Regions from separate parts of the Mus musculus genome. Here all the other regions are linked to region 1. The links are chromatin contacts, called in public ChIA-PET, Hi-C and HiChIP or PLAC-seq maps. All regions are on one chromosome and are shown on one strand. The core of a region is the stretch at or near the end of the contact, and the rest is flanking DNA. Distances in the headings are between cores, read along the strand shown. Region 1 holds the start of Fam107b (family with sequence similarity 107, member B). Region 2 overlaps Frmd4a (FERM domain containing 4A). Region 3 overlaps Frmd4a (FERM domain containing 4A). Region 4 holds the start of Fam171a1 (family with sequence similarity 171, member A1). Region 5 overlaps Frmd4a (FERM domain containing 4A). Region 6 overlaps Frmd4a (FERM domain containing 4A).

The links. Hi-C and Micro-C count contacts between places; a contact is called where the count stands out from the background. ChIA-PET counts read pairs in DNA pulled down with a chosen protein or histone mark. HiChIP or PLAC-seq counts read pairs in DNA pulled down with a chosen protein or histone mark.
Region 2: a contact with region 1 is called in a FOXA1 HiChIP or PLAC-seq map of pancreatic cancer cells. The contact joins the enhancer-like site here to the promoter of Fam107b in region 1. A contact is called at or near these places in 1 of 39 promoter capture datasets (hippocampal neurons), 1 of 484 Hi-C or Micro-C datasets (muscle stem cells) and 5 of 115 datasets of contacts at active chromatin or transcription factors (the NIH/3T3 cell line, astrocytes, embryonic forebrain and 2 more).
Region 3: a contact with region 1 is called in a Hi-C map of muscle stem cells, with 4 times the contacts expected there. The contact joins the enhancer-like site here to the promoter of Fam107b in region 1. A contact is called at or near these places in 1 of 39 promoter capture datasets (hippocampal neurons), 1 of 484 Hi-C or Micro-C datasets (muscle stem cells) and 2 of 115 datasets of contacts at active chromatin or transcription factors (astrocytes and embryonic midbrain).
Region 4: a contact with region 1 is called in a Hi-C map of muscle stem cells, with 5 times the contacts expected there. The contact joins the promoter of Fam171a1 here to the promoter of Fam107b in region 1. A contact is called at or near these places in 1 of 484 Hi-C or Micro-C datasets (muscle stem cells) and 2 of 115 datasets of contacts at active chromatin or transcription factors (fibro-adipogenic progenitors and pancreatic cancer cells).
Region 5: an H3K27ac HiChIP or PLAC-seq map of embryonic stem cells shows a contact between it and region 1, with 2.5 times the contacts expected there. The contact joins the enhancer-like site here to the promoter of Fam107b in region 1. A contact is called at or near these places in 3 of 115 datasets of contacts at active chromatin or transcription factors (bone marrow-derived macrophages, embryonic stem cells and memory CD8 T cells) and 1 of 9 other capture datasets (embryonic stem cells).
Region 6: an RNA polymerase II ChIA-PET map of memory CD8 T cells shows a contact between it and region 1, with 16 read pairs. The contact joins the enhancer-like site here to the promoter of Fam107b in region 1. A contact is called at or near these places in 1 of 39 promoter capture datasets (hippocampal neurons) and 2 of 115 datasets of contacts at active chromatin or transcription factors (embryonic stem cells and memory CD8 T cells).

What each region holds. Positions count from the first base shown.
Region 1 is chr2:3,711,049-3,714,717 of GRCm38.p6, reverse strand. It overlaps Fam107b (family with sequence similarity 107, member B), which reads right to left and starts at 1,260. Exons shown (of 4, transcript NM_025626.4): 1 at 1,082-1,260.
Region 2 is chr2:4,477,951-4,481,851 of GRCm38.p6, reverse strand. All of the region lies in intron 3 of Frmd4a (FERM domain containing 4A), which reads right to left. The region is part of intron 3 of Gm39751 (a long non-coding RNA gene); the gene reads left to right. Among named protein-coding and RNA genes, the nearest start is that of Gm39751, 34 kb to the left of the region's middle. Within about 2 kb of position 1,476, at least 57 of the 459 cell types and tissues checked have an H3K27ac peak or open chromatin away from gene starts, as enhancers often do. A contact at or near this core is called in the NIH/3T3 cell line, muscle stem cells and pancreatic cancer cells, where this site is marked.
Region 3 is chr2:4,604,231-4,608,264 of GRCm38.p6, reverse strand. Frmd4a (FERM domain containing 4A) reads right to left here. Exons shown (of 23, transcript NM_172475.3): 21 at 4,014-4,034; 22 at 2,199-2,295. Among named protein-coding and RNA genes, the nearest start is that of Gm13179, 12 kb to the right of the region's middle. Within about 2 kb of position 1,459, at least 5 of the 459 cell types and tissues checked have an H3K27ac peak or open chromatin away from gene starts, as enhancers often do. A contact at or near this core is called in muscle stem cells, where this site is marked.
Region 4 is chr2:3,116,831-3,120,786 of GRCm38.p6, reverse strand. Fam171a1 (family with sequence similarity 171, member A1) reads right to left here and starts at 2,405. Exons shown (of 8, transcript NM_001081161.2): 1 at 2,135-2,405. The coding sequence starts at 2,231.
Region 5 is chr2:4,547,448-4,551,179 of GRCm38.p6, reverse strand. The region is part of intron 11 of Frmd4a (FERM domain containing 4A); the gene reads right to left. Among named protein-coding and RNA genes, the nearest start is that of Gm39751, 36 kb to the right of the region's middle. Within about 2 kb of position 1,574, at least 18 of the 459 cell types and tissues checked have an H3K27ac peak or open chromatin away from gene starts, as enhancers often do. A contact at or near this core is called in embryonic stem cells, where this site is marked.
Region 6 is chr2:4,579,398-4,583,266 of GRCm38.p6, reverse strand. All of the region lies in intron 14 of Frmd4a (FERM domain containing 4A), which reads right to left. Among named protein-coding and RNA genes, the nearest start is that of Gm13179, 13 kb to the left of the region's middle. Within about 2 kb of position 2,311, at least 43 of the 459 cell types and tissues checked have an H3K27ac peak or open chromatin away from gene starts, as enhancers often do. A contact at or near this core is called in memory CD8 T cells, where this site is marked.

The sequences.
Region 1 (3,669 bases), core at 11-2,510:
TGGCCACATGAGTGACCTATCTTCTGGTTTTTAATTTATCACAAATATATATGATTATTAATTCAAAGTTGTAAAGCCTGAAACTCCAAACACTAAGGAACCGTCCCTAGACAGGCATCTCTGACAGGATTTAGAGCAACTTTAACATGTCCAAATGCTAGTGAGGTAGCATGCCTAGAGAAAGTGTACCTGTTAGCAGGGAGGCTCAAATTCAGAAAGTCAAGCCAAACAGGGCTCCTTCTGTTCCCCTGTTGGCGCCTCCAGTATCACCCCCCATTCTGACTAAGTAACCTCACTTAGCAGTCCTGGACAAAAATCTGAGAAGGGATTGGGATGGCTGGTGTGTGCACTTCATCCTCTCAACAGGAACTCTCTACATTTCAAAGAGAGCTGGGGACGCTTCACTTCCAGCACACATGTCAAAACTTGGCTCTTATACACCAGATTACCTCCCAGTCATCCAGAAATGTTTCAGGAGGCAATCACTGAGTCCCCCAAAAATGTGGGGACTTCTGCGCTGACATCACCCAAACCCCCTGGCTTGACCGGACTCCAAGAGGCACAGCAGAGTCCAACATAGAAAAGTTACTTGCAGACAGGAAACAGTGTCACTACCACCTTTCAAAGCAGCACGACCCCGCCTTTGTCTGCCGGGTAGGAGCCGGCTTCGGGACGCTGACCCTGTCCTGCTGCCGGGACAGGCAAGGCGGGCATCTGGCCCGGGGCGCGCAGCCACTGCAGCCTGGGTCTTAAGGTCTGGGTCTGCAGGGCCGAGGATGCAACAATGAACCAACCAAGCAGCAGCCTGGATTCCCCCCTCTCCAGGGGGCCCCTCCGCCCCGGCGCCCCTCGATCCGGGCCGCCGCCCGGGCCCTGCACCCTAGACCTCCCCAAGCAGCGCAGGGCCACCAGGCTCCCCGCTGCTCGCCTACGCCCGAGGGACCGCATACCCCAGCCCGCCCTGCAGGCCAACGACAGGGTCCCCCAGGCCGGGGTCAGACACCCGTCGCTTTCTCCCGGCGGGCGGCCGCCTTGCAAGCCCCTCGTCTTTGTGTGAGAAGTAAGTGTGGGGCCAGCCTACCTCGCACAAAGGCGCGCTGCTCCCTGGCGCGCTCCGCTGCTGGCGTTGGTACCCGGCACCTTAGCCACCGAGGTGGCGAGAGGGCGGTTCCGACGGCGGTTGCAACGCCGGAGTAAGAAGCCCGTCCGGCTCGGGGCGGCTCTCGCACCCGGCGGCCTCGCGCGTCAGAATTAAGTGGCGGGGCGGGCCGGGGACGGGGCGGGGCCGCTGAGTCATCACTAAGTCACGCCCAACTCCTAGGCCACGCCCCCGAACGGCCGACCACGCCCCCCGAGCTTTCAGCCTTGCTTTGCCCTAGTGGACTCAGATGAGAGCTCTGGATCCTTGGTCATGTGGCAGGGGCCTCTGTTGTGCGGGTTTACTTTCCTTTGCTTGGGTGCCCAGGAAAGGACCAGGAAGGTGGAAGGAAAAGTTGTCACCTGTCTAATGGAAGGTGTCAGCTGCAAGTTCACGGGGCCCACAATTTAAAATTCATTATGCATCTGCTTTTGAGTTTATTTCTCATCTTTCTGTCTCTCCTTTGTATATGTGTTTCTCTCTGTCTGTCCCTCTCATGCTCTGTCTCTCTGTTTGTCCTTCTCTTGCTCTCTCTGTTTCTCTTTCTGTTTGTCCTTTCTGTCTCTCTGTGTCTTATGTCTTTATGTATCTGTAGCTCTCTTACTGTGTGTCTATGTCTCTATGTTACTGTGTATCTCTTATTGTATCTCTGTGTTCTCTCTCCTTTTTGTTCTCCCCCACCCCTTTCTCTTCGGTCTGTTGAAACCCTGCCAAATATTTTTTTTGGAAGAAAATCAAAAAAGGAGTTTGTTATAATTACATAAAGTCACAGTCAACTGAAGGCTCAGAACCCACTGACCTGGGCTTTCCTCTCCACCCTCACCAAAGGGCAGATGGAGAATTTAGATCAAGGAAGGACTGATCTGATCTTTAAAAAAAAAAAATCTAATTTCATTCTCTAGCTCTCCTGAATTGTTTCCCTGCCCTACCCAAAATTCCAAGGGTGCCATTTACATGAATCACGAGTTCAGCCATTTACATGAATCACGAGTTCAAAAGCAGGCCCTGTCTCAGGGTGAGAACAAGGCCAGCAGGTTGATGGATTCCATACCAAAGCCTTTTCATTTTCTTGGCAACAGATGACTAAGGATTTATTTATTAGGAAACTTTTCTGACTCAAAGAGCTTAGGTCATATTTGCACAGGGGGAAAAATGCTGTCAGTGGATTTCAATGAGCAAATTACCTATTCCAAATGTTTCAGTCTTACAGAGTCCTCTTAGCCAGCTCCTGGGCATCCTCCCAATCCAGGAGCAATAGACACACTCACCCCAGGATTCACATTACTTCACATTAGTCTAAAATACAGCACGTAATAGTGATAACTTTGCAATATTCCTTTGCCGCTTTCTCATAGAGGTAAGCCAACAATAATTTCCTCAGAGCCTTCCCAGTCCCAGGGGCTCTCTGCTGTGCTTCACTCGCAGTCTTCTGCCATTCACCCCCATGCATGGAGTTTCCTCTCCCCCTGATGGCTCCCTAGTCTCCAAGCAGAGGGATCCTGCCTAGACTCCTACCCCTACCCACACTGACATCAACTCCTAAGTTCTGAATAGGATGAGCAGCTATCCCCTCCCCATCTCCGGTAGTGCCCACCACACTTGCCTCTGGGCTCTGTGACCACAGTATGGTAATGGTGTTCTAACTGGTCCTAGCCACCATTGTGTCAGGGTCCCAGCTGCTTTCTGGGTGAACTTTTAAATCAAAACTGATCCACCACTGCTGTTGCTGCAGCAGGTGCTGCTGCTGCTGCTGCTACAATATCTATTGTTTTAGCTATTTTTCCTGCCATTTTGACAAAACACCTGATAGAAACAGGGGAAGGAGGGTTTACTTGGGCTCACAGTTTCACAAGCTTGTGTCCTTCCCGGTGGCTGGTGTATCCAATGGTGACTTTACAAATGAGTGTCCAGAAGCAGACAAGAATAAGAGTAGAATAAGCTGCCAGTTATCATTTTCAAAAGCCCACTGCTAGCAATCTACACCCTGAAAATACCGTAGCCCCCCAAGCACCACCACTGGCTTAGAACACACACTGAAAGCATGAACCTCTTAGGAGCATTATAGATCCAATGTCTAATGTGTAACAGGTTCCCAATTCCTGCTACAAGGTGAAGTTCAAGCTGCTTAGTGCAGTCCTCCAAAGGAAAGTACCCTTCCCTGAAACCACCTTGACCATGGTCCCATGCTCTTCCTACACCCCTAAGCACCTGGGGCTCTGCTCAGCCACTGTGCTGCTGCTCTGTGACCACTGACAGTGGGATTCTGCCTCTGCCTGGAATACTTCTAACCACTCCCAGCATCCAAAAGTCTCGCTGAGTCTAAGGCTCCTCTGAAAAGCCTTCCCTGACCTGCTCTAACTGAATGGGTTCATTCTTCCCATCTGACCTGAGCACAGCATTGTAATTATCACATCACTGTTAATATGCACTCCCTGAGAGCATTTTGCGCCTGACATATAAGCTTATCTATACATCCTTGGGCTTAATTTAGCATGTGCCATATAAGAAGTGCTAGGGCCTAGATTGTATTC
Region 2 (3,901 bases), core at 227-2,726, 770 kb before region 1:
TGCCTGCGCTTGAGCTCACACGTGTATGGATACACATTCATGTGTGTATATTACATGCTAAAAGTTGATGTCCTTCTGGAAGACCTTCTGCTTTATTGAAACAGAGTCAGGGCTGGCTGATTCCAGCTAGTCACGGTAGTCAGCTTCCCCTGTCTCTGCCTCCTAAGGGTGGGGCATAAAGCGAGTCCTCACGCCTGTAGAGCTTTCATTTGGGTTCTGGGGATGTCAATTTTGGTTCTCACGCTGGCTGAGCAAGCACTTGATCCACTGAGCTTTCCCCGCTGCTCTGAGACCCATTTTCTTATAGATTTAGTGACTGTCATCAGGCACAGCCGATGCTCCTGCCCCGGGTATGAGGTCCTCTGGAGGCATCCATCCTGCTCACCCAGTCTAAGAGCCAGGCTCGTCATTCACACTGAGTGCCTTCCCGAGCAGCACCGTCCTTCCTCATCTGTGTGAGCTACACACATCTAAAGTTACGCTCCAACGCATTTCTGGTCACTCGACATAAGGTGCTGTTGTTTGCCGTGGTATGTGACAGTGGAGTGCTCGGCTCAGAGGCTGTCAAGACCACTAAATGTCAAGTTCCCAGAAGCAAGTATGACAGCCCAGGCATGGTAGGCTACAGCCACTCACTCTCTCTGTCTTGCTGTCTAGGAGTTAATGAGCGGAACCCCTGAGCCCAGTTTAAGTAAATTATGTTCCCAGACCTAATGCTGCTGGGTCTCACTCCCAAGATAAGAAATTGCTTTTGAACTCCGATGGTTTTTAAATGCTAGATAAACTTGTGGCTTCAACTAGACTCTTTGTGGATGCCTCAGCCAATGCCATGTGCTCTGTGTAAGAAAGGACATAGAACAGGGAAGGCTAGGGCACACTTTATGAACCAGCATGTGTGGCAGTATGTCACAGGTGAATTGCCAACAAGACATTCATTATTTAGGTAAATTGGACTCCTGGGCCTGTATCAAGCAAGTCAATTAATTGCAACGTAGGCACTAGGAGATGGCTTAATCGATAAAATGCTTGCCACACAAACATCCACATAAGAAGGTAGGTGTGTGGGTACCTCAGAGGAGCTGGCCCTGAGGGTGTGAGAACAGGAGAGCTGGTGGGCTGGCTAGCTCAGCTACCCCCAAGCCCAGATCCATGAGGGTATGAGAACAGGAGAGCTGGTGGGCTGGCCAACTCAGCTACCCACAAGCCCAGATCCATGAGGGTATGAGAACAGGAGAGCTGGTGGGCTGACCAGCTCAGCTACCCCCAAGCCCAGATCCATGAGGGTATGAGAACAGGAGAGCTGGTGGGCTGGCCAACTCAGCTATCCCGAAGCCCAGATCCAGGGCTTTGAGTTGACCCACCCCAACATCTACTCCATCTATGAACTTCTGAAGGGGCTGATCCATGACACAGGGCAATAACAGGATGTCCTGAGAGGAGTCCTGGCGAGGATCCAGTATTGATAGTCATAGAAGTAAGTCAGAGGTCTCGAACCAGACCAGTGACTCACCGCAATGAACAGTCACAAGTGAAGATGTGTGGACAAAGGGTATACTGTGTGACACATGGTGACACACCATGACACTCCGCACTTTTTTTTTTTGTTGTTGAGATTTTGTTTTGTTTTCTTTGGGGGAGGGTTGCAAGGGGGAGGGCAGATATGGAGGAGCACGGGGGGGGGGGGATGAGTAGGACTGAGATGCATGATGTGAAATTCACAAAGAAGTAATAGAAAGTAAAAGGAGAAGGTGGTGGAGGAGCAGGAGCAGGAGGAGGAGCAGGAGGAGGAGCAGGAGGAGGAAGAGGAGGAAATAGGTGTGATGGGCTGCTTTTGAAAGCCCTGTTTTTGGGAGCCTGAAATAGTTGGATCCCTGGGGATTCCTAGCTCTCCATACTTGCCTAACTGGTTAGCTCCAGGCCAATAAGACCTGACTCAAAGGAGATACATACACACATGCACACACATGTGATACAAGAAGCTGAAAGAAATAATCCTCAAGTGACTGCCTTTGTGTTCTTAAACATGACTGTGGTCCCAGAGTGCATGCAATCCCTCTAAAACTTAAGCAAAACTCTTATGTGCAAGCATTTGTGGAAGAGATGGAATGTAAATTCTTAACAAACTTCAAGGGGTCATGTGGTGAAACGATCTGTGTGAACCCCTCATTTTCTTAACTGGCATGTGAAATACATTCTAACTACGTGTGCAATAATGGCTAACGTCTAAACATTCCTAAACAATATGGATATTCAGTTATACCATCTGAGGGGCAATTCATAAAACTGGGGACAGGAGACAAATGTTAGTTGCAATAACAATCATTGCCTCAGCTTGTGGTCTGCCGACTGCTTATTTTGGCTGAAGTTATTTAGTGTTTGGTTTTTAAGAGAGGATCCTTTGTCTTCTACTAGCTGTTAACTTAGATATTAAAATTTGGGAATTAAATTAACACTATAAGTATTTAAGAAATAAAATATAAGGAAAGACTCTCTAAATGGATGCCAGTTGGATAAATGAAAATTTCATTTATGCTATTTGTTTGTTTGGGTTTCTCTTTGTGGTGCTGCACAAGCCCATGGTCCTCAGCACACTAGGAAAGTACTCAAGCTACACAACTGACCTTTGCGCCCACCCCCCCTCCCCCGGTTTTATTCCCTATAGAGAAGGGAAGACTAAATCTGAACTTGGCAGGCCTTGATCCTCAACCTGTTAGAAATGGCCCCCTTAAATTTGTAAATTTTAAATTTACATGCCTTCTCTCCCACAAATGTTTTCATATAAATATTTATTTAAGATTTATTTATTATCAATACTGGATCCTCACTGGGACTCCCCCCAAGATATCCTGCTGCTGCCCTGTGTCGTGGAGATCCTGCAGCTTTGGTTCTGTAGGACTGGGCCCTTCAGAAGTAGCCCCTCTACCATGTTTCAGGAAGGTAGCCTCTGTACAGTGTCTCAGGTCCCTGGGATATGTCCCTTACTGTAAGTTCTAGTGGAATCAGTTGTTCTTAGATCTGGGTCAAGGGAACATAAAGACATTCCCGGCCCTGAAACAGGACTTCTGGACTTGGCTATATCAGAACCAATGGAGGATCTTTGACGGAAAAAACAAAACAAGGACAAAAAAGTCAGTTTAAAGTGTCTTGGGTCCTTCCACTATGTGGCCAAGCTGGACAGGAACCCTGGCTCCAGCCACAAGTCAATAAGCATTCTAAGGGGCTGCGGAGATGGCTAAGTGGTTAAGAGTATGCGTTGCTCTTGCAGAGGGCCGAGGTTTGGTTTTCAGCACCTACACGGTGGTTCAAACGATCTGCAATGCCAGTCCTTCTAGGGCAGTGGTTCTCAACGTTCTTAATGCTGCGGCCCTTTAATACAGTTCCTCATGTTAACGTGACTCCCAGCCATAAAATTATTTCATTGCTACTTCATAATTGTAATTTACTACTGTAATGAATCGTAATGTAAATATCTGATATGTGACCCCAAAGGGGTCAGGACCTGCAGGTTGAGAGCCGCTATTCTAGGAGAGTCGATACCCTCTCTTCTGACCTCTGTGGATACAGCATGCATGTGCTGCACATATACAAATGCAGGCAAACACACACACACACACACACATACACACACACACACACACACACACACACACACACACACACACACACTAATGTTGTCATTGGTCTGTGGCAGCTTGTGGTAGCACATGTTAACCTGCCTATTTTCAGTTCAAATCAGGCAGGGCTCAGACCTGCAGAGTGGCTGTAAGTTCCAAGCCACTCTGTAAGTGTGGGGTATGGAAAGGCAGAGGAAAGCTGGCTAGTGTTTGTGGACACAGGAATCACCAACAGATCAGGTCACGCACTCGGGGACAAGTTCAAGGGTCGGCATCGGCCCTTCCTG
Region 3 (4,034 bases), core at 210-2,709, 890 kb before region 1:
CCTACATCTGATGTAAAAACACACATTCGAACATACAGCGCCACATGTAGCTAGAAAGAAAACATAAGAATAATAGCTTCCACACTATTCAGACATTTCCTCCTGGAAACTATGACATGGGCAGAGGCAGCACATATGCAGGACATCTGGATCACACACGTGGGCAGTAAGAACAAAACGTTCCCTTACAATACCTCTATTCATCAGTACTTTGGTGTGTTGGAGACTCAGACCCATCCATGATGGGAGAGTTTTCTGTTGCTTCTCTGAACAAAGGAAAGCGGAAGGAGAAGAGAAGAAAGGTTGTGTTACACAGGAGAGTGGACACACGTGATTAGTAGTAGCTTAACCCAATGACTATATATATATACCCATGTGTCTGTGACACAGTAAGAATCATACAGAACACTCAGGCTCCATCTCTGAGCAGCAGGACCTCAGTAGTTCTGTTAGGAAGGCAGACAGTGGCAATTTTTACCCACTGTCCTGTTCTCTATCACATTATTATTCTTGAGTAATCCTCAATCTGGAAGAACGCTGCCCTTCAGGGACAATAACCTTCTGTTTCCAGTTGGTTGTGAGCCTTACTGGCTACATGCGGTAATGGAGGTAACTCGAGTGAGTAGGCATGGGAGGGCTGCTTGTAAACTTCAGAGCCTGTCTATCAGTCAAATGACGCAGTCATATGGTCAGATCAGATGAAACTGGGCATGGCCCACAGAGGATCCCAAGTGTCCTGGTTGGACGATACCATTTACCCTATAGAGGTATACAGATGTGTGGCTCTTGTATGAATTAGTCCCGAGAGATTCTCAAACCCTAAGCCAAGAAGCTGTCTGGATTTAGAGGCTGGCGCTGGTATGGACAAGTGGCAGTGGTTTATAATAAAAGAGAGGGGTAGCAGCTACTGGCAAAAGCTACCCTAGCCGTAGACATGAGAAACACTGTACAGACTATGTTTCCTTAATTTGAAAAGAGGAAAGAAGCAGTGTGGGGTGGTTCGGTGAGTGTCCAACCACGGATCCTAATGACCCAAGGGTTCATTTAAGGACGCCCACTGGGCCTACCCCAGAGCTTCCGAGTTAGTAGTTTTGGGTAGGCCCAAGAAGATCCCAGGTGAAGCCCAAAGTGCTGATCTAGGGCCCACATTTTAGGACTTATCAGAAAAGTATGGAGTGAGTGACTTGTGTTCTCTGTCTCACTTATGAATCCAAAATATCTAGCTACTTCCCTTGCCGGGGAGCAGACAGGCTTCCACGAAACTCACTTATGTTCAAAGAAGCCGTCAGCCTTTGTGTTTTAAGTACTCAATAAGCATTGGCTCCCCATCTTCTCCACCAAAAATGAAGTTTCCTGGTGTCAAGTCACTGCAGATAAATGTGGAGGACTAAGGATGCCAAGCGTGGGAGCCTGGACACAGGCAGTGGAACCAACTGTGGGTCTGTGATGGTCTTATAATTCAGCCTGCAGCTGTCAGATTTTCCCAGACACGCTCACCAGCGCTCAGCAAAGCCAAAGCTGGGGATTAAGCTGGATATGGGGCCCATTTCCAGTAACCAACAGGTGTTAACAGAATGGACCATCTAAGAAGCAGCAAGAGAAGAGAGGAGCTGGGTAGAAAGTGCCAGCATGTGATAATAAAACACTTGTGTCTGCTTGACCCTTCAGCAGATTGGAACATCCTAACTGGCCCTAAGTCCACACTTAAAGCTCACTTCCAGTTTCCGTATCTTGCTGTGGGCAACCTCTACCTAAAGGTCTCAAGGTACAGTTTCCCCTTTGCTGATGCACCCAGAACAACTGTTTAGCCAAGACGGGAGCCCTCTTTTTTTTGGATGCACCCCAATATTAAGACAGCAACCACACTGAGAAGCCTGTGTAATATCTGACTCAGGGTTCTTTCTCCTACCCCTGACATTTTTGCAGAAAAATCAAATGCCGCCCAGAATTGAATCCACTTCTTTGTTTCAGCCCAGGAATCACTACCTACGTTTAAGTAGAACACACAGAATTCATCCCCATCAAAAACAGTAGGCCAGCTGGGGAGAAGGTGATAGCCCAGGCATTGCTTTGATTCTTGGCACCATTTGCTGATACATCCTCCCATTGCTGGGAGCTCAGTACTGCTGATGTCCTTCCTGGCTAACTCCATTTTGAGCCCAGAAGAACTAAGTCAACGAGTTCACAGGACAACTCACCCAGTCTGCCAGGTCAGGATGTGGTGGGGGCTGCTTGGTGGGGTGGCTCCAATTTCACTGGACGGTGTTGAGCTTCTCTGGCTTTGAGGTAAGGCAGCTATATGTAGTCAGTGTGGGAAAAGCAGGGAGAAGCCAGGTCAGACCAGCATGGAGCTCGTAAGTCAATGACAGACCCAGTGGCAGGTGTGACCAATGTCAGACATGAAGGACAGGGTCTTGGTGACCCCAAGGCATTCCGTGGGAAATACCTTTGTTTCCCCAACTGTATTTTGTCTTAACTTTGTCCCTCCACTCTGGCCTCAGGATGGTTTCTATAACTGCATAGAATAGGAAGCCCTCATGTTTCTGTTGTAGAGACCTGAGCACAGAGGGCTGCCCTGGGGCGTTTTAGATGTGGCTTCTATGTGAGGACCATGCTGTATTGTTGGAAGGGCCTCCAGACTTTACCATCTGCTCCTTCAGTAATCCTGCAAGTGAACAGCACTTTTAACAGCTTATATGTACCATAGCGTTACTGCAAATGTGACTAGATGGAGCCAGGAGAATTTAGCACCGAGTACATCTGTCTGAGGTGCTTCGTGTGCACTTTTGGTGGTGGCAGGGTGGGTGGGGTACAATTTACTAAAATCTTAGTAATACCTTCCTGCTATTTAATAAAACAAATGCACACAAACACGGCAATTCTGAGAGAATGAACCACTCCTATCTTTTTGCCCTTGGTACTTAACCATCGGATCTGAGAGGACTAGAGCCGCTCATGACCTTCAGAGGGCACACGTTAGATGTATTCATTCTCTGAATCCTGCTGGGATGCCAGTGGGTAAGTTTACGGATAAAAGCAGAGCAGGAGAAAGGTTGTAGGACCATGGAGTTCAAGGAGGGACGCCCAGGACTGCCGGTTTGTTTGTAGTCTAATCTCTGGGGCTTGCTCAGCATGCGCCCGAGGGAAGAGAGCAGTAGGGACATGGAGGCCCAATGAGCAGCTGCTCTCCTGGGCTGAACTTCTTAGGGGCTCTCGTCTCCAGAGCCTGGCTTTTTAGTAAAATTTCACTGGTTTTCACTTTTGCCTTCATTCTTGTTTTCCTCTACCCTCCCTCGTTTCTTCTACCTACAGTAGAAGGCTGTAGTTTTGTTAATTACTCTCTGAGTGGTATGAGTTACAGATGACCACCACTGATCTAGCAAAGGTAAATGCTCAACTAACATCAGTTATGAGCATTATCATTTCATAGAGAACGTCTAGGTTCAAACCTCAGTGTGACACAGCATCAAAGACCCTGAAAGTAGCAGCAGAAAAGCCAGGAGCAGCCAGGTTACCTAAGCAGATGCAGCTCTCAGGTTCAGAGAGCAAACACTTCTTTTCCCAGGGCCTCAAGATCCAAGCCCGACCTTTCATCCCAACCTTTCTTGGCAAGGTTAGAACTTGGGACTCTAACCTACTAGAATCTTTCTTGCACCCTTGGCAGGATAAACCCTCTGACCTGACTTCACATGGCTTTCTGTCCTTAACTGGAAAAGCTAAAAGAAATGCTCACTCTACGCGAAGGAAGAGTGTTAAGGGAAGGAGGGAGGGAGGGAGAGAGGGAGGGAGGGAGGGAGGGAGGGAGGGAGGGAGGGAGGAAGGAAGGAAGGAAGGAAGGAAGGAAGGAAGGAAGGAAGGAAGGAAGGAAGGAAGACAGACCTGGGTTGGGATAAGGACCATGGCTTCCCACATTTCACAGCAAGGCCTCCAGAATAAGTGACTCCTTTTCTTGACTGTGAAGTCTAGGCAACCTTCAGCCTACCCAGGTCACCTGCCTCCCACCACCTTCTCACCTGACGTGGCCTTGCACATCT
Region 4 (3,956 bases), core at 1,156-3,655, 600 kb after region 1:
TTAAGCATGGCATTTATTTTCCTGGTCTACAGATCTTGGAAAGCAGAGAAAACATGAACTGATAAACCATGTTGGCAGAATGATAGCTATCCAAAAGCTTTGAAGAACTCAGCAGTTTAAAGGTACCCTCAAATGACAAGAGAAACGGTCAATTTCCTCAATGACCCAACCAGCTCAAAAATCCAGGTGCCAGGTGGTGTTTCAGAGACTTCCCATATATGTGTTGCGATTGACACCTTAAAAATCCACCCTTATTGGAAAGAGCAAATCAAGAAAGAAACCCAAGGGGAACACTATTCCAAGATATTCTGTCTTCTACTACAACTCGAGGATATACCTAGCTAGGGCACAAATAGTCTCATAGGTTGGTCATTACTCTCTCATTTCCTGGGAAATTCCCTGTCAGGGGGTTTAACAGTAAGACCTTAATAAAACATAGTCTTAGACCTGAAGACAGTAGTTTTTTTTCTTCCATGATTTTTTTCAATTGAAACCATGTATTTTCGTATTTTCATATTTTATACATGAACGAATTCATTATTTCCATGTATTGCTATTTCAAGTGCAAAAACAAAACAAAACAAAACAAAAACCCCAACCTGCCCTTTGAAAATAATGTCCTCGTTGAGGCACAAGTATTCATTTAAAAAGCTGATTCAAAAAGCAGTAGGGTATAAATGAAAGAGGCTATCATTCAATACTGATGACCTAATGTCATAAGTATCCCCCTCCTACTGTGACTTATGGGTCTTCTGGTACCCTGTTAATACCTCCCTTCCATAGTATACATTACCAAATTCACACCCAATTCCTAATGGTCATATTTTACTGTCAACTATGGGTGCAGCAGTGTATTTAAAAGATGCCAACCAGCGATTCAGCAAGCATTGAGCACAAAAACCTCCAATAGCATTAACTGAACTCAGACTGTCAACAGACACCAAGAAGATATTGGGTGGAAGTCAAGGCTCCCCTGGTCCCAAGTTTCAAAGGGTGGGAAGAAGGATGAGGCTGGGCCCTGTGATAGGATACTGGGATGGGGCACTCCTTCATGTGTGTAGGGCTAACTTAGCAGGGCACACCTTTCTGTCAAGAATCTTGCCAAGGGTCTGAGTGCCTGCAGGAGCTCACATAAGACCAGTGAAGGCCCCTCCCTAACCAAGTTTACCCTGGGCAGGAGATGCCCTGGCTGAATTAACACATGCTCATCGGTTGGCTTTAGTCGCTCCTCAGAAAAAGGCAACAGAGAAGCACTAGACTTTGTCTTGACAAAATCATGTCAAGAAAGCTCCAGGATTGTTCTCAAATAGATTCAGATAAAAAAAAAAAAAAAAAAAAAAAAGCGTGTGGCCATTCTTGGTGGCCATTCTTGTACAGATGGGAAGCAGATTTATAAGAGGCCAAAGATTAAACAAAAGGCAGGAGCTGGCGACAGACAGACATGGAAATGGTTTTAAGTGATTAGGGTTTCCTAGTTCCAGTTTTCTCTCTTCTCAAGATGATCCCTGTGGCTGCTCAACAAATCCCTAAAGGTCTGAGAATCACGTAGAATAAGGGGGTCGGGAGAGAAGATACCAAAACTTTCCTAAACTGCGGCGGCAGACCTGGGGTCGCCAGGGCGCAAGGGGCACCCTGGGGCGGCGGCCGCCCCCTCCCCGCCACAACAAAAGGGCCGGGCACAGCCCTTGCGCTGGAACTCCAGGACCAGAGCTCCAGGGATCCCAAAGAGGGAAGGGGGGGGGGGGGAGTGGGGGAGAACCAGCCACCCAGGTCTATCCCTCCCGCGGCGGGGGAGTTGGGGGGGGGGGGGCAATGGAGCCGTGTGTCCGAATCATGCATAAAAGAAAGCACCTTGGATATAAGCCGAAGAGTCACCAGCGGCTGCCTCCTGGGTGGCAGAGCAGCTGGTGCCACCCAGATCCCCGGGGAGCATATGCGCCGCGGGCCCAGCGTGTTCCCCGGGCGGAGCCGCCCCCCCGGGTATCGCGACGTGGGGGACTGCAGGACCGCGATGCAGGTCGTGCTGCTTGGGCCTCCGCCACAATGCGGCCGGGGTCCAGCCGCCACCGCGGCCGCGCCAGGCCCGGGCGCGACACAAAAGCGTCCCCCTCCAGCCCCGCCACCGCCCACCGACCTTGGGCTCCCGCGCCGGGCTCCTGCAGCGTCTTGGTGACTGCCTTCCAAACGTGGCAGCCGAGCAGGCAGAGCAGCAGCGCAGCGGACTTGCTCATCTCCGCGCCACGGGCGCCGCGGGCCTCTCGGGCTCGCCACGCTCGGTCACGGGCGGCCGGGCGCCGCGCCTCCCTCCATGGCGCTGTGGCTCCGCGCGCCCGGCCAGCCGCCCGATTGGCCGGGGCCCCGCAGCCGGCCGCTCCCTCCTCCGAGCCCCGCGCCCGGCTTCCCCAGACCGCCGCGGCCGCTCCGCCGGCGCCTTAACCCCTTCCTGCCCCGCCCCACGCCCGCGGGAGCGCACGGGCCCTGGGTCCGTGGTGCCACCTGGCGGCCGCCGCTCTGCGGGAGTCCCAGGCGCCTCCAAACCCCTGGCTATTCCTGCAGAGAGGAGGCCTTCGACGTCACGCTGGGTTACCTAAGGGTCCGCAGGAAGCATTTGAGTCTAGGGTGTGACCTCTCATCCTGAAGCTGTCCAAGCCACTATCCTCTGACTTCCCCCAGGGTAGATTTGACAGCCAGACTTATAGGTCAAGTGTAACAATACCTAAGGCTGGCTGCAGGAGGCCCAACACCACCTCCTTGTATAGCATTGGAAGGGAAGGGTAAGGAGGTTTTCAGTGATAAGAGGCCCTGGGTGATTTCTCCCCATCCCCACCTCTATTTATTAAAGAAAAAAAATCCAATGGCATGTTAAAACACAACAGCAAAGACTATGCAGGAGCATTGCAATGGGGACGGTTAACAATGGAATTTTATAGCAGGGGAGATAGATTTTGCTCAACTTGGGACTCAGCAGAGACAAACAACCATTTATAACGAAGGAGCTGTGAGTGTGTGTGCGTGCGCGCGTGTCCTATGTTGAAAATTACCAAGATGAAGCACTGGGGATAGGGCTCTAGCTAAAGTTACCTAGGAAGATTCTTACTGAAGGCAGGTCAGGAGTGAAGCACGGCCACTCTGGCCAGATATCTAACGTGTTTAGATATCCAGGATGGACAAGCAGGCTTGCTATTTTACAAGAAGTGGACAGGTAGACCCAGGAGATGGGAAGCCTAGTATCTGAGAGAAACTTTGTCACAACCTACATGGTTTGGCATAGTGTTATATGCTTGTGATTCCAGTACTCAAGAGGCTCTCACATCCAAGGTTAGGCTGAGACACAGTGAGACCCTGTCTAAGCACAACAAAGAAAGAGACATTCTATTTTCATAGGAGAACATGGAAGCTAGAGAAAGCTAAGGAACCTGATCCCAAGCACACAGCTGGGCTGTGGTTGGGGTGGCTAGTTTGATTAGCCAACTTGAATCTAGAATCACCTGGAAAGGAAGGATCAAGGGTTGGGGTGGAGTGAGGGGAGAGTAGACTAGGTTGACCCATGGCAGAGGGTATCAACTTGTGGGTCATGCATGACCCCTTTGAGGATTGAACAAACCTTTCACAGGGAACACTCAAGACCATTGGAGATTCTACATTATGATTCATAATTAGCAAAATGACAATTATGAAGTAGCAATGAAAATATTGTTATGGTTAGGGGTCACCACAACCTGAGGAACTGTATTAAGGGGTCACAACATTAGAAAGGTTGAGAACCACTGGCTTATGACCATGCCTGTAGGAGACTATTTTAATTGTGTTAGTTGAGGTAGCAAGATCTGCCCACTGTGGGTGGCACCATTCCCTAGTGTCTGAACTGTGAAAGAGCAGAGAAAGTGAGCTGAGCTCTAGCATGCGTGCCATCCACTGCTCTCTGTCCCTGATTTATGGGTGTGATATGATTGAAA
Region 5 (3,732 bases), core at 325-2,824, 840 kb before region 1:
CTCCGGACTTGGTCCCTGTACTGAGGAAGCCGTAAGGGGTTCTAAAGTGTTCATTTCCATGTAGTGTTTGAGTACTTTGGAGGACAGAGTTAGTTTGTGTGGAAAAAGTTGTACTTTTCTATTTGTTTTCGAGGCGAGCATGTCAGTACTCGGGTACTGAGGTGCTTGGTCCAAGGGCGAGGCATCATTTCAACAACCTCACCCCCTTGGTGGAGGTCACCTGACCCTGGGGAAAGCTGAGATGGGAGGCAGAAGATGATGACAACAGTTACCAGTGAATAGCTGCTCACCTTAAAGGTGATCCACCCCATCACCCGTGTGGACTGAAAAGAAAGGCAGCAAGGGAACGAGGGCCCTTTAAGGACCATTATTTAACAGCATCTTGTTTGTATATTCACACCCCTGGTGCTTCAAGAACTGCCCTTCTTGATGACAAGGACAGGTACTTCCTAAACCGGTTGAGCTGATTTTATTTACTTGTTTGTGTATTGGTTTGTCAAGACAGGATTTTTCTGTATAGCCCCATTTGCCCCGGAACTCACTCTATAGATCAGGCTGGCCTTGAACTCAGGGATCCACCTGTCTGTCTCCGCAGTGCGAGGGCTAAAGGTGTGTTCCACCACTCAGAACATGATTTTATTTTATTGTCTTGAAACTTGTAGCCCAGCATGGGCTTGATTGCCGATCCTCTTACCTTTTCTTTTCAAGGGCTGGGGTTACACTGTGCACAGCTACGCAGTGCTAGTGAGCACTCTACCAACTGAGTCAATCCCTAGCTCCTCCGGACCTGGTTTATGTGGAAACTGGGGGAGGCTCCTTACATGCTGCTGAGAATTGAGGTGCAAGACCTCTCCACTTGGACAGGGATCTGGTTTGAGGCTGCTACATTGGTGGCAGGAAGCAGATCTCCGGCTTGCTTCCCGGCCAGCTAAAGGATGAACCCTTTGTGTCGTGCAGGCTGCTCAGCAGCCATGCCTGTCACTGGCAGGAAGTAGGCAGCTTGGTCTGAGGTTTTTGCTACAAGATCTGACCACCCAGCTTTTCTGAGGCATGCAATGGCCTGGGCAGAGCCTCCCTCTCTGTAGCTGAGGTCCTGGTTGCTATTCTTTTATGGATTTCCCTGCTGGAGCCATGCCTTCTCCAGAAAGAAGATGCTAAGTTCTAGGAGTGAAGACTTCAACTCCCATATTCCAGTCATTCCAGAATGACTGGTCCTAGGGTTCAAGCTCTGGTATCCCATTCCCCTTCTCCTCCCCCAGGAGGAATTCTGAAGTGGTCGGGTCAGTTTGAAGATTTCCTGAACTTACAGGGGCTGGGGAGGGCAGAGGAAAACAACCGAGCATGCTCAGCAGCCTGCCCTGAGCTATGTCCTCTCATCAGGGATATTCCTGTAATCACAGGCTTCCCAGCCCGGTCTGGGTAGTTCTCCCAGGTAGCTAGCTCTACCCACCCCTCTGCCTAAGTCATCAGCATCCATTGCTGCAGCTGACCTTTCACTCAGATGTCTCCGCCACGCTCAAGCCTAGGGAATGTACAGTGCTTGAGGCAAGTCAGTCTCTCACCTGCTACCCAGTAACTGTAGGCTGAGTATGTGAGTAGAGAAAGAACTGGAGGAAGGAGTCACGGCAAACCCAGTTCAGAGACGTGCAAGGTCGCAAGACGGCATGTGACCACAGCGCAAGGTCGCAAGACGGCATGTGACCACAGTGCAAGGTCGCAAGATGGCATGTGACCACCACGTGCACTAGAGCTCCAACTCAGGCGGCTTCCACAAAGTAGGGAACACCGATTAAGGCGGGTGCTTCATTAAAGGTGCACTTCCAGGGTTAGGAAGGTAACTCAGCCAGGAAAGTGTTTGGTGTGGAAGGATGGAGACCTGAATTTGAGCCTCGGAACCTATGCATGTTGGCACGGAAGTACCATCCTAGAGTCGGGAAGGCTCTGGGATGTGCTGGTCAGTCAGCCTAGCTGAACCTGTGAGCCCCGGTCCAATGTTTTCAAAAAACAAGATGGAAGGCACCCGGGGAACAACATTCAATGTTGACTTCCACATGCACATGCACCATACGCACATATGTGTATACACAGGACCACCCTCCCTCAACTGCACATGGCATGCGGAAGGGGCAGTCACAGCCAGACCAAGAGGAAAGAGTGGTCAAGAACTCAGCTTCCTATTTCTACTCAGTGTGATCCCCCAAAGAACGAGGGATGTCTATAACCCCAGAATCCTGGAATTCTCCTCCTGCTTGGACTGAACAGCTCATCGTGTGTAGAAATTGCCTGTCTGCTCAAGGTTCCTTCTCAGTACAATCTGAGCAGGGCAGATCCCAGCAGTAGATTCTTGGCTGATTAGCAGGATCTGTTGCTTAGACTCTGCCTAGTGAGGAAAACTGTATTTATTGGGTCCTAGCTGTGCTGGGGATGGGTGTTAAACAGGTTTAGCAGTTTTTAGGGAGGTCGGGGCACCCTGGCTTTCCCCAGTGAACCATGCTGATTAAGAAAAATCTTTCCAGCAGTGCACAGCTCATCAGCAGTAAGCTGCTGCACTCTTCGATGATTGACACCAGGGTTTCCCAATCTAACACTTTCCGCTTCTATAAAAGAGAAAGTGTCTGGTGGCCTGAAGGATCCCAGGAGCGCAATCTTGATTGCCAACTGTCACTAGCTCTTGATTTCTTTTTAGTCCAATAGTCAGAAAACAAAGCCAAAGGTCAGTCGAAATGGAAGCCATTTTTAAATGTCCCCTCGCCTTTCTTCTCTCTTTCTTTTTACGTGCAGAAATAAGTGGTAAAACGTTGTGGGCTCCCTTTCCGCCCTCCCTTGCAAATGTCTCAGTGTTTCAGTGGTGTGAGTGCCTGAGACCCTTCCTTGAGAGTTATCCAGTTTATACTTAAGTCCCTTAGGCTACTGAACACATATATGTTTGGATCTCTTTAAAATTGGCACTGGATTGCAACTATTAGGTACTTTACTCCAATTGCATTTTATTTGTTTATTTGTTTGTTTGTCTTTGCCCAAACAGGATCTTGCCATACAGCACTGGCTGGGCCAGTACTATGTAGTTCAAGCTGGCTTTAAGCCCACAGCAATCCTCCTGCCCCAACTTCCTAAGTTCTGGCATTATAGATGTGTGCCAAGCATGGTGCTTAGTATCTTTTATATACCATATGAGGCAAGGATAGAAGCGGTCTGTGCATTTTCATTAGGCAAAAATAAACAAATAAGAAATTGACTCACTACTCACAGGGCAGTCGATGCCAGGACAAGAGGCTCAAGGACAAATGTAAAACAAGCAGGCAGGGTTGGGGAAAGGTTGGCATCAGTACAAAAGTGGTCAGTTGTGAGCTCTGTGAGGGACTGAGCAGATATTAACATCTGCATGTGTGTGTCTGTTGTATGCCAGTGCAGAAGGGGCTGAAGCAGCAGCCAAAGAATATTATTCTGCCATAAAAAGGGATAGACTACTGGTTTAGGGAGATGGTTCATTTGATATAATGAAGTGCTAGCTGAGAAAGCAAGAGGACCCAAGCTCATATCCCTAGCACCCATACTAAAAATAGGGAGGTGAAGGGAGGAGAAAGAATGAATGAATGTATTCTGGAAATGGAGCTCAGAGGCTCATGCTAGCATATGTTCCTAGCACAAAGAAAGCCCTAGGTCTAATGCACTGTACTGGAACAAACACACCTCAGTAAGATTAACTGCATAAAAGGAGCTGGCAGCTCAGCT
Region 6 (3,869 bases), core at 1,062-3,561, 870 kb before region 1:
GCCTCAGGGGCTACTTCAGATAGAGTGGGGAGTGTGGTTGGGATACTTAGTGGGCTGTGGGTCTCCATCCCACATTTCACAAGCTCAAGGCAGCTCCACATAAACCTGGTACCTTTGCCAATTGTGGTGCAACGCCTTTAATCCCAACACGTGGGAGGGAGAGGCAGGTGAAGCTGAGTTTGGGGCCAGCTAGGTTTTCAGAGGGAGTTCCAGGATGGCCAGGAGTAAGCAAAACCCTGTCTTGGGGGGGGGGGGGGAACCTGTTGCATTTGAAAAGAGATCCCACTGCCTTCTGTGTTGAAGGGTAATCAATTAATTTGAGGCAAGCAATCTGATGGCTTCTCTATGTAAGAGCTTGCATGTTCTAAGCCTGTGGGCTGTGACCAGTAGCTAAGGATGCATGGCCACCCAGAGAAGAGATGGCCAAGTGCCTCGGGACAAGTCCACTGAGAGCCTCTCAAAGAACATCCCAAGAAGAGGCCCATAGTTCTCTGTGAGGCTGCTCGTCCTCACGAATGACCTCTAGGTGGTCCCTGAATGAGATGCTTGCCTTCTTAAAGGGTTAAAGAAAGGAAGCAACACTGGCTGAAATCAAAAGGTAAAGAAGCTCTCTGCATTGACCACTTCAATAGCAGAAACAGAATTAGAAACTTAGCCCAGTGGGAATTTCTCCCACTATAAGTTCAGGACACAAATACATGATACTTTACCCTGTCCATCTGGGTTGGTTTGTTTGTCTGTAGACCAGGCTGGCCTTGAACTCTCAGTGATCACTTGCCTCTACTTCTGTGCTGGGATTAAAGGCCTGCATGACCACACCCAGCTGACAAACATAATTTCATAGTCTGTATCTGGCCTTGGGGAAGTCTGGCACTATAATTAGTCTGTTATCAATTGTTTGAACCAATACATATTGCACATGCAAGACCCCTCAGGGTTATATGTGAATCCCCCCCCCACCCCCGACAGGGTTTCTCTGCTGTCCTGGAACTCACTCTGTAGACCAGGCTGGCCTCGAACTCAGAAACCCGCCTGCCTCTGCCTCCCAAGTGCTGGGATTAAAGGCGTGTGCCACCTCGCCTGGCTGGCATTTCACCTTCTTGAGAACCATCCTGGTCCTACCTAGAAAGTGACCACCTTCTAAAATGTCTCCGAACTTGAAACACTGATTACCCAATAAACAACCAACTTAGGCCATTCCTTCTCAGCCATTAGCCTTCATTTCTTCAAGTTTTACCAAAGGAATGTTATAGACAGTATGACCTCCTTCCTTCACTACCCAAACCTCTAGGAATGGCACTCTCCCAACCCTGCCTCCTGACAGAGGCAGGCAGGGGTGGAGGGGTGGGGGCAGGGAGGAGGGGATGGATGTCTAATTACCAACAAGAGCCTAAAGGGTTTATCTCTTCCTGATCCTGAATACTAAATAGTCTTAAACTGGAGCTGTCTGTAAGATGAAATAAGAAGATAGATGTGTCATCTCTACTGTACCTGGAAGAGTGAAATTTCAAAATTGATACATGGAAAAAAAACAGTAGCCAGGCGCTGCCCGGGAAGGGATGGAAGGAATAGCGGGTTGGTGTAGGAGCCAGTGAAAAGCAGGTGAGATGAATATTTCTGAAAGGTAATTGATAATACATGAATATCCTTCTAGAGAGGGTACTCAGATGTACAGAAAAGGATAGTCTGGGAAACAAACTGGTATAGCGCCCTCCTAAAGCTGGAGCCTGCAGTCTGGGGTCTAGGGTTATTGGGTCTGTGTGTATGTTTCAGCTTAGCTTCTGAGTGGATCTGGGATGGGAGGTGGCAGGTTCTAGAACTTTCCTAGGTCTCTGTTTCCTGTGAACTGGGCAATGAAAACAGGGCTCTACAAATATTGGGAGAATGAAGCAGGATAACATTTGGGCGATGCTAAAAGATAACTCAGAACATGCTAAATGCCATGTGAATACTAGTCATTGTTCTTAGAAATCTTTCCTCGCTTTTATTAGGGTGTTGGCATCTCCATTTCAGAACGATTCATGTTGGGAAAAAAAAGGAAGAGCCCTGAGTGGACAGGCAAGAAAATGAGGAGTGGTGGCTGGTGTGGCTGGCCCTGTCAGTTCAGGAAGCTTGCGGGCAGAGGGGGAAAAGTGGGTTTTGTTTGTTTGTTTGATTGTTTAATAGAACTCAGCAGGGATTCTTACATGCTACAATTCATTGAGTCCTCAGAGAAGCGTTACCTCTACTCTTACCACAGAGGTCATGGTGGCTGGCACAGGGAGGCAGAGGTGGGGCACAAGCTCTGTTCTGTGTGGCCTGCTTATCCTTTGAATGGAAACTCGGTGAGAGGGGGAACATTCTGTCTCACTACTCTGGTGTCAAGGCAACAACACCCTGTGGGTTGCATCTGCTTGCATCTTCCTTCCTGGCAGGACCACATGCCACATACGCTGATCTCAAAACTCAAGAGAAGGCCAAAGGACAGGAAGCCAGTGGCGGTCTTCAGATCTCCTGGTGCGACAACAGAGGTTTTTGGAGTCCCTTCCATGTGCAAGGTAATATGGGGGAGACATAGTCTCAGCCCTCAGTTCCACCCACTGGAGGAATCGGAGACAAGCAAACAATGAGGATGGAGGGCACAATCGTTGCCCGGAAGCACCACAACACAGGGGCCAGCTAGGGGACTGGCTTGGTTTCTGAATGATCACTTCATTGAGGTGGTTCAGCCTCCCTCTGATGACAGCCAGGAAAACCTACCATCAGCTGAGTTCTCCAGAAAACCTTTCCTGAGTTAGTGAGATCTCTACTTGGATTCTAGGCTAGAGTTCACGATCATATTACACTCCTAACCCAAAGGCTTCTACTGAACGAGGTCACTGGAGGGAGGGAGGAAGAGCTGATGGTGAAGAAGACAGTTGGTTATAGGTGTATTTTTGGAGACAAGGTCTCTAGCTCAGGCTGACCTTGACCTCCATATATATGACCTTGACCCTGATTTTCCTGCCTCTACTTATTGAGTTCTGCCATTAAAGAGGTAAATATGAGCACCAGTCGTTTATATGGTGCTGGGATTGAATTTGGGGCTTTAAGTACGCCAGGTAAGGATTCCACCAAGGGAGCTACATTCCCAGCCCTAGGAAGATGATTATTATCCAAACATGGCTAGGCAAAGAAAGTCATTTTCAGTGGGCATTTGGGGATCTTCAGGGGAAACCAGATGGCATCACAGATATTACTGTGGACTTGGGACCCATTTTCCATTTTCCAGCTGGGGAACCTAGACCGGGCTGGTGGCAGCTGTATGTGAAGAGACCACATGTGGAGGGGCCACAGAGCAAACAGAAGCCCTCTCCCTGTGACCATATGGAAGGCTCTCCTCACTCAGCTGCAATGGAGAATTTGTTGCAGTCATTCCAAAGATCCCAAGCCAGTCGGCACCGGATATGAGTTTGCATCCTGCTGAGGATTCGCAGAGACCTGTGCATCTGTTTTCACAGACAGATGCAGATGAGCAGGCCCCCTGCTCCCACCCTCAATCCAGAAGGTGGAAGGGGAGCTTTCCTCTTTGGAAGGAAGGGAAATATAACACAAATAGTAATATCCCCCATCTCCACCCCCAGCAAGAAAGAAATCTGTTGTCTGTAAAATCGAGGGAAGGAAATGACTGCCTGTTTGGCCTCTAAGGGGAAAATGAAAAGTTAAGACAAGCAAATGAAGACAGCCAAGTCCCAACAGATCTGTAGAAGCTGGGAGGGAGAGGCTTGGCAGATACCCAGGAGTGAATATGGAGAAAGGGGTTAGACTCCCCTTTATGACAACGAGATATTTATTTCCCAGAGAAGTTCTCAAGGATGAATTCCTTACATCAGAGACGTCCTAGAGACCCT